2 separate regions of the Mus musculus genome follow, and region 2 is linked to region 1. A link is a contact called in public promoter capture Hi-C data. All regions are on one chromosome and are shown on one strand. The core of a region is the stretch at or near the end of the contact, and the rest is flanking DNA. Distances in the headings are between cores, read along the strand shown. Region 1 holds the start of Pigo (phosphatidylinositol glycan anchor biosynthesis, class O). Region 2 holds the start of Reck (reversion-inducing-cysteine-rich protein with kazal motifs).

Region 1 (2,962 bases), core at 101-2,600:
ACATTTACTAAGAAGATAAAAGTTGTTTTTTCCTACTGAGATAAAACTCACATACCATACAGATAACCCACTTTTTTGTTTTCTAGAGCAAGGGTCACCGTGTGTAGCCCAGGCTGATTAAATGCATGTGACCTAACCTGCCTATACCTCCCGAGTGCTGCCATACTCTGCCAGCTTACTCATTTCATGTTTTCAAGACAGGGTTCTCAGTGCAGCCTTGGCTAGAACAAGCTCTGTGGACCAAGCTGGAACTCAGAGAGATCCGCCCGCCTCTGCCTTGAGAGTGATGCCTTCAGTGAGTGTTTGCCACCGCTGATTTTTAGGTGGTTACTGTTTTGAGACAGTGTCTCCTTTATCCCAGGCTGGCCCCAGAGGAGCTGTGGTGTCGAGGACGATCTTGGTGGTTAAGAGGATCCTGCCTCTGCCTCCCAAGTGCTGGCATCTCAGACGTGTGCAAGTGTACCAGGTTTTCTAGAATGCTAACTAAAAATCAGGCTGGGTTAGCCCAGGTTTTTGCGAATGCTAAGCAAACTCTGTCAATTGGGATTAAAGGTGTTTGCCACCACCACCTGTCATGTATAAGTTTTTATTTAGATGTATTTTTAAAGACAGGTTTTTTGGGTTTTGTTGTTTTTTTTTTTTGTTTGTTTGTTTGTTTGTTTGGTTGGTTGGTTGGTTTTTTGAGACAGGGTTTCTCTGTAGAGCCCTGGCTGTCCTGGAATTCACTTTGTAGACCAGGCTGACCTGGAACTCAGAAATCCGCCTGCTTCTGCCTCCCAAGTGCTGGGATTAAAGGCGTGCACCACCATTGCCCGGCTAGTTTATGTTTTTTGTTACTGTGAAAAAGTGCTCTTGACAAGAACATCTAAAGGAGCTAGTTACCAGACAGTTTTAGTTCATCACGGGAGGGAAGTCTCAGCAGTGAGAACTTGAAGCATGGGGCTGGGAAGATGGCTCAGTGATTAAGAGCATGTACTGCTCTTGCTGAAGACCAAAGTTTAGTTCCCAGCACTCAGACCTTGTGTTGAAAAACAACCAAAAATGGACAGTGAGTCTGGAGAGAGGGCTGAGTGGCTAAAAGCAATTGCAGCACAAAGTGCATTGTACAAACATACATATAATAAAATGCTCGGTGGTCCCTGGGCTTTTCTTCTTTCATGCTTCTGTACACACCCAGTCATCATCCCCCTCTCTTAGACCTTGCCCTCATTTATGAATTACTGAACCTCCTATCAAAGTTTTCAGCCCCACGTTTCTTGTCGAACTTCCCTGCTGGTGCCGGCAGGCGGCGACAAATCTCCTGGTAGGGCGCTCTGTCAGGCTTGCACACCTCTGTGGTGCCAGACAGCGAGCCCTGCCGCTGCACTTCCGGGCGCGGATCCAGGTGAGCCAAGGTCTCCCTGTTACCTCTGTTACTGTCACCCCTAGGACGGGTGTCTCAGCTTACTGCCGGGGTGCCCAGTATCAGAGGGAGCATGTCCAGGTGTTGGCCGGGTTCCCACCGGAGGAGACAGAGCTGCCGGGACTTCTGGATCCCAGCTTAGCTCAATGGGCTTTATACCGGGCTTCCTGGGGACGTCGTTCCTTCGGTTTTTTCTTGAGCCTGGCCGCCCGGAAGCGGAGCAAGACTCCTCCCCGTCGTTTCCTCGGTTCCCGCCAGGCGGCGCCGTTTACTCAATCCAGTTAATCCGTGTGGTTTCTGTCTATTGCCACCCTGGAAATGTTGAGTTAGTCCGAAGAGAGCCATTGAAATGGACTGTCAGAGAACAATCTACCTACCATTTGGAATAGTCTTCCTCCTAGACTGTGGTTTGACAGCATTAGATCTCCCGGTTGGATATGCACAGGCTCCCGTGCTCACCCCCAGAACCTGAATCGGTAGGTGTAGCCTGGGCGTCAGGTTGAGATCCAAGGTCTCAGCCTCTCACCGTCAGATGGTATGACTGGTAGAAACAGCTGCAACGAGTTAGCTATGGTTTGTTTACGTCCTGAAGTTTATAGCAGTACGTGATTGTTGTTGGGCATTGTTTTGAGAGCCAAAACGTCCATGGTTTCTTCGCACCCCAATGAACATTCTCTTCTCTCCCAGGATGCGGAAGGTGTCTGTGCTCCTCTTCTTAGCCTGGGTCTGTTTTCTTTTCTACGCTGGCATTGCACTCTTCACCAGTGGCTTCCTTCTCACTCGTCTGGAGCTCACCAATCAAAGCAGCTGCCAAGAGCTCCCAGGCCCTGGTCCCTTGCCGTGGGGAAGTCATGGAAAGCCTGGGGCTTGCTGGATGCCTTCCCGCTTCTCCAGGGTGGTTTTGGTACTGATAGACGCTCTGCGGTTTGACTTTGCCCAGCCTCAGCGCTCGCATGTGCCTGGGGAACCTCCTGTCTCCGTGCCTTTTCTGGGAAAATTAGGTTCCTTGCAGAGGATCCTAGAGAGTCAACCCCACCATGGCCGGCTGTACCGATCTCAGGTGGACCCCCCCACGACCACCATGCAGCGTCTAAAGGCTCTCACCACTGGCTCGCTGCCGACTTTCATTGATGCTGGCAGTAACTTTGCCAGCCATGCTATAGTGGAAGATAATGTCATCCAACAGCTCAACAGTGCAGGTCAGTATGTGCCTCTGGGGACTATAGAAGCTGGGGAGCCAGGACTTCAGGTACCCAGCCGTATATTTGGCTATGGTGTAGGGAAACAGAGAGTAGAAATAGATGGGATCTTGTGTGTAGAAAGGCCCAGAGATTTTTGTCCTCAATGAAGCTTCTAATCTGCACAAAATGTTTGTTTGTAACTCGTGGGAGCATCCGATTAAGGAAGAAATGAAGATAGGAATTTGCAAGGATGGAGAAAAAAGGGTAGAGGGATCCAAGTTATGTTCACTCACTGCTTATGAAGAGAGCAGGTCAAGGGCACTGCATTGCGCATGTGTCTTTAATCCCAGCACTCAAGAGGCAGAGGCAAGAGGATCTC
Region 2 (3,114 bases), core at 580-3,079, 850 kb before region 1:
CACTACACCTGGCTTGTCCAAATACATCTAAGAGCTAACCTTTTGGTGTCTGCTATTCTACATGCTATACATGGATACCTCAGTTAATCCTCTTAGTAAAATCTTGAACCAGAAGTACCCAACCTTCTTAAAGCTCTGACCGTTTAACACACCTCATGTGGTGGTGACCCTCCCTCAACCATAAATGCTTTCTTTGCTACTTCATGACTTAAATTTTGCTACTGTTATGAATCATAATCATCTCTGGGTCTTTGATGGTCTTAGGTGACACCTGTGAAAGGATCATCGGACCTCCCAAAAGGGGTGGCGTCCCACAAGTTGAGAACCATAGATGTAGACGGTACCATATATAAGAATGTGGATATTAAAGTAAAAAAAAAGATTAAGGCTAAGTAACTTACTGAAGTTTTCCTAAAAGCCCTACTCCACAACAGTGGGATAAGAAGGGGGTAACTAGTATTCTTTAGACATCTTTGGACTAACTAGAACACAGAGAGATAAGCTGGATTAGTCAAGAATTCACAGTATTCTTTCGTCCCTTTTCTATTGGTTTCCTTACTAGTTTATAGTTAAATTTAGAATTCAAATAATTAACTAATCCCAGGTTCCTGTCACAATCTTCTTCAAATGCCTTCCTTTAAAATAAATAAATAAATAAATAAATAAAGCATCAACCAAAACTCCTTAATTTTAACTTCTCAGGCTTTCTTGAAAACTTCCTTGAGACTGGGTATGTTTTTCCCCTGAGTGCCTCTCCCTGTAAGCAACACACTCCTCCGTTACTTTTGTTATAAAAATTCCATTCATCTTTCGATGGCTAGTATAGGTAGACACTCGGTTTTTCTCATCTTCTAGGTGAATGTCAACGTTCCTCTGTGCACATGCAGCCCCACCCGCATCTCTCCTCTGAACCTGTCTGCCTGAATTCAAACTGCTTAGCGCTCCTGTCTTCCACCACCTATCAGCCTGAGGTGTCCCGGGAAGCACGAGTTCGTGTCACATCCGAACGCTGAGCAAGCGCAGGAAGGACAATCCTAAGCGGTCAAGCTTTCCATCCATCTCTGGTGCAACTGCTTTAACAGAGCCCTAGAACACACCTCTCTCCCGAAGCCAAGCCGCCACGGGGTGATTTATCGATGTGTAGTCAACCCCCACCCCACCTTACCCCATCCCCCAGCCGGGTCTCAGACCCACGGTGCACCCGCCAGGCAACCTTGTGGACCCTATCAAAGTTCACCGCCACTCAGGCCAAGTCAGTCAAATTAACAAGTGACAACAACTGACTGGGCAGCAGCAGGGGAGCTGCACCTACGTATCCCTTCCGCCCAGCGGTGCTATCCGGAGCCCAGGCACCTCCCTGTTTTCTGACAGGGACCCTGGCCAGGGACCAGGGTCCGGCAGGGCAAGGGGCCCCTGTCTGGGAGGTGACAGAACAAGGCCTCGAACCCCAGTCACCACCCCAGGGTTCGCAAGATCTTCAGGGAGAAGAAGACGAGGGCGGAGAGCGGCCTCCGGGTCGGGCTCCAGCCCGGCGTTCCTGACCGCCGCCCGCGGGTCTGGGGGCACGCGCACCCCGCCCCCGGCTCCGCGCCATCTTGGAGCGCTGAGGCACTCCTCAGGACCGCCCCGATCGTGGCTCCCGCGGCTACTCACCCGCGCTGCCCGGGGCCAGGCCCCCCGTCACCTCCGCGACCCCCGCCGCGGCCAGCAGAAGTAGCAGCGCGCTGCGCGGGGAGGCCCGGACGCTCGCCATGTCCGGGCCGGGTGGGTCCGAAGCCGCGGGATGCTCGGACCCAGCCTGGCCGTAGCAACCCCTGGCACCAGGCCCCGCCCCCGGCGCCTTGGCTCTCTGGTGATTGGCTGCGGCTCGCTGAAGCCCCGCCCCGGCCGCTCAGAGTTTTCAAAACCTCCCGGGGGGCGGCAGCGCGCCCTGGACCCTGGCTCTTTGTTATGGGCCAGCTGTGTGTCGCCTTCGGACTCGGGCTCCCGGGCTGCGGTCTTCAAACGGGAAGTCAGAGGCTGGAGACCCCTGTGGAATGCCTCTGTCCCGTGTCGGGGCACATAGGGGGTGGGGAGCCCGCAGCTCAGGGGCGACTGGCCTGCCGAGATCACTCTGCAGGTCCGTCTGATTTGCAAGGGCTAAGTCAAAGCTGAACTGTAGGGCGTGCACCCCTAGTTGAATCCTCCAGAACACTCTTACTATCCTGTCCAAAGGCTGCCTCGACCTAAAGAAGGCGTGTTACCTGGCCTCCCCTCAAAGCCAAAGGGCTCTGCTGAGGGCACGGATTCACAGGCTGGCTTCGCTGTTAATACCTATTGCACTCAGAGAAAGGGTCAGGGCAGCCTGTATGACTAGACTTAGAGAGCCTTGAAATTCAGAATTGGTTCGAGAGGATTTGGAGATGAATCTTTGAGCAGCTACTCCGGAGAATGTTCCAGAGGACCTAGGAATCAAAGCGAATTCATTGTGGAGAAACGCCCCCCACCCCCCACCCCCCCCTTTTTCCTGGCTACCTGGCCCTTGAACAGATAGCTCGTCCAGTTTAGAGACTTGCTGTTCAGAAGTGAAGCCAATTGCTTATTTCCAGATTCCTCTATTCAGGTCACTAACAGCAGCTTTCTCCTGCGACAGATGGTAACTATGACTGTAATGAAAAGAACAAAGTCTTGACACCCTCCTCGAGTCCAGATTGTACACTACTCCCGACTAGCCCCGTGTCTGTGGGTGAGGACATTTTTACTTCTGAGCCTCCCCCCCACCCCAACCCTCATGCTGGCCTTCTTGATAAGATTAATGAACGTATTGTGTTTATTTACTTATTTTGAAGACAGGATCTCATACAGCTCAGGCTGACCTTGAGTTTACAATGAAGCCAAGGCTGGCCCTGATTTCCTGATCAAGCGCACAGGAACCCAGTCTCATATTGTATTTAGAATGTCTCAGACAGTGCTTGACCCAGTGAATAATTGAGATATCTGAACTCAGGCCATGGGGCTAACTGGCTGAACGTATTTCCCACTCTGCCCCTACTACTTTGTGCTTCTTCAAAACAACAGACTTTCTTTATTAAAAACACTGAGGACAAGCCGGGCGTGGTGGTGCATGCCTTTAAT

The links. Promoter capture Hi-C pulls out the DNA fragments that hold promoters and counts their contacts.
Region 2: a contact with region 1 is called in a promoter capture Hi-C map of hippocampal neurons, with 4 times the contacts expected there. The contact joins the promoter of Reck here to the promoter of Pigo in region 1. A contact is called at or near these places in 5 of 39 promoter capture datasets (cranial neural crest, hippocampal neurons, liver and 2 more), 2 of 115 datasets of contacts at active chromatin or transcription factors (bone marrow-derived macrophages and embryonic limb bud) and 1 of 9 other capture datasets (liver).

The regions. Positions count from the first base shown.
Region 1 is chr4:43,024,202-43,027,163 of GRCm38.p6, reverse strand. It overlaps Pigo (phosphatidylinositol glycan anchor biosynthesis, class O), which reads left to right and starts at 1,350. Exons shown (of 11, transcript NM_001305386.1): 1 at 1,350-1,384; 2 at 2,090-2,601. The coding sequence starts at 2,091.
Region 2 is chr4:43,874,245-43,877,358 of GRCm38.p6, reverse strand. It overlaps Reck (reversion-inducing-cysteine-rich protein with kazal motifs), which reads right to left and starts at 1,829. Exons shown (of 21, transcript NM_016678.2): 1 at 1,654-1,829. The coding sequence starts at 1,753.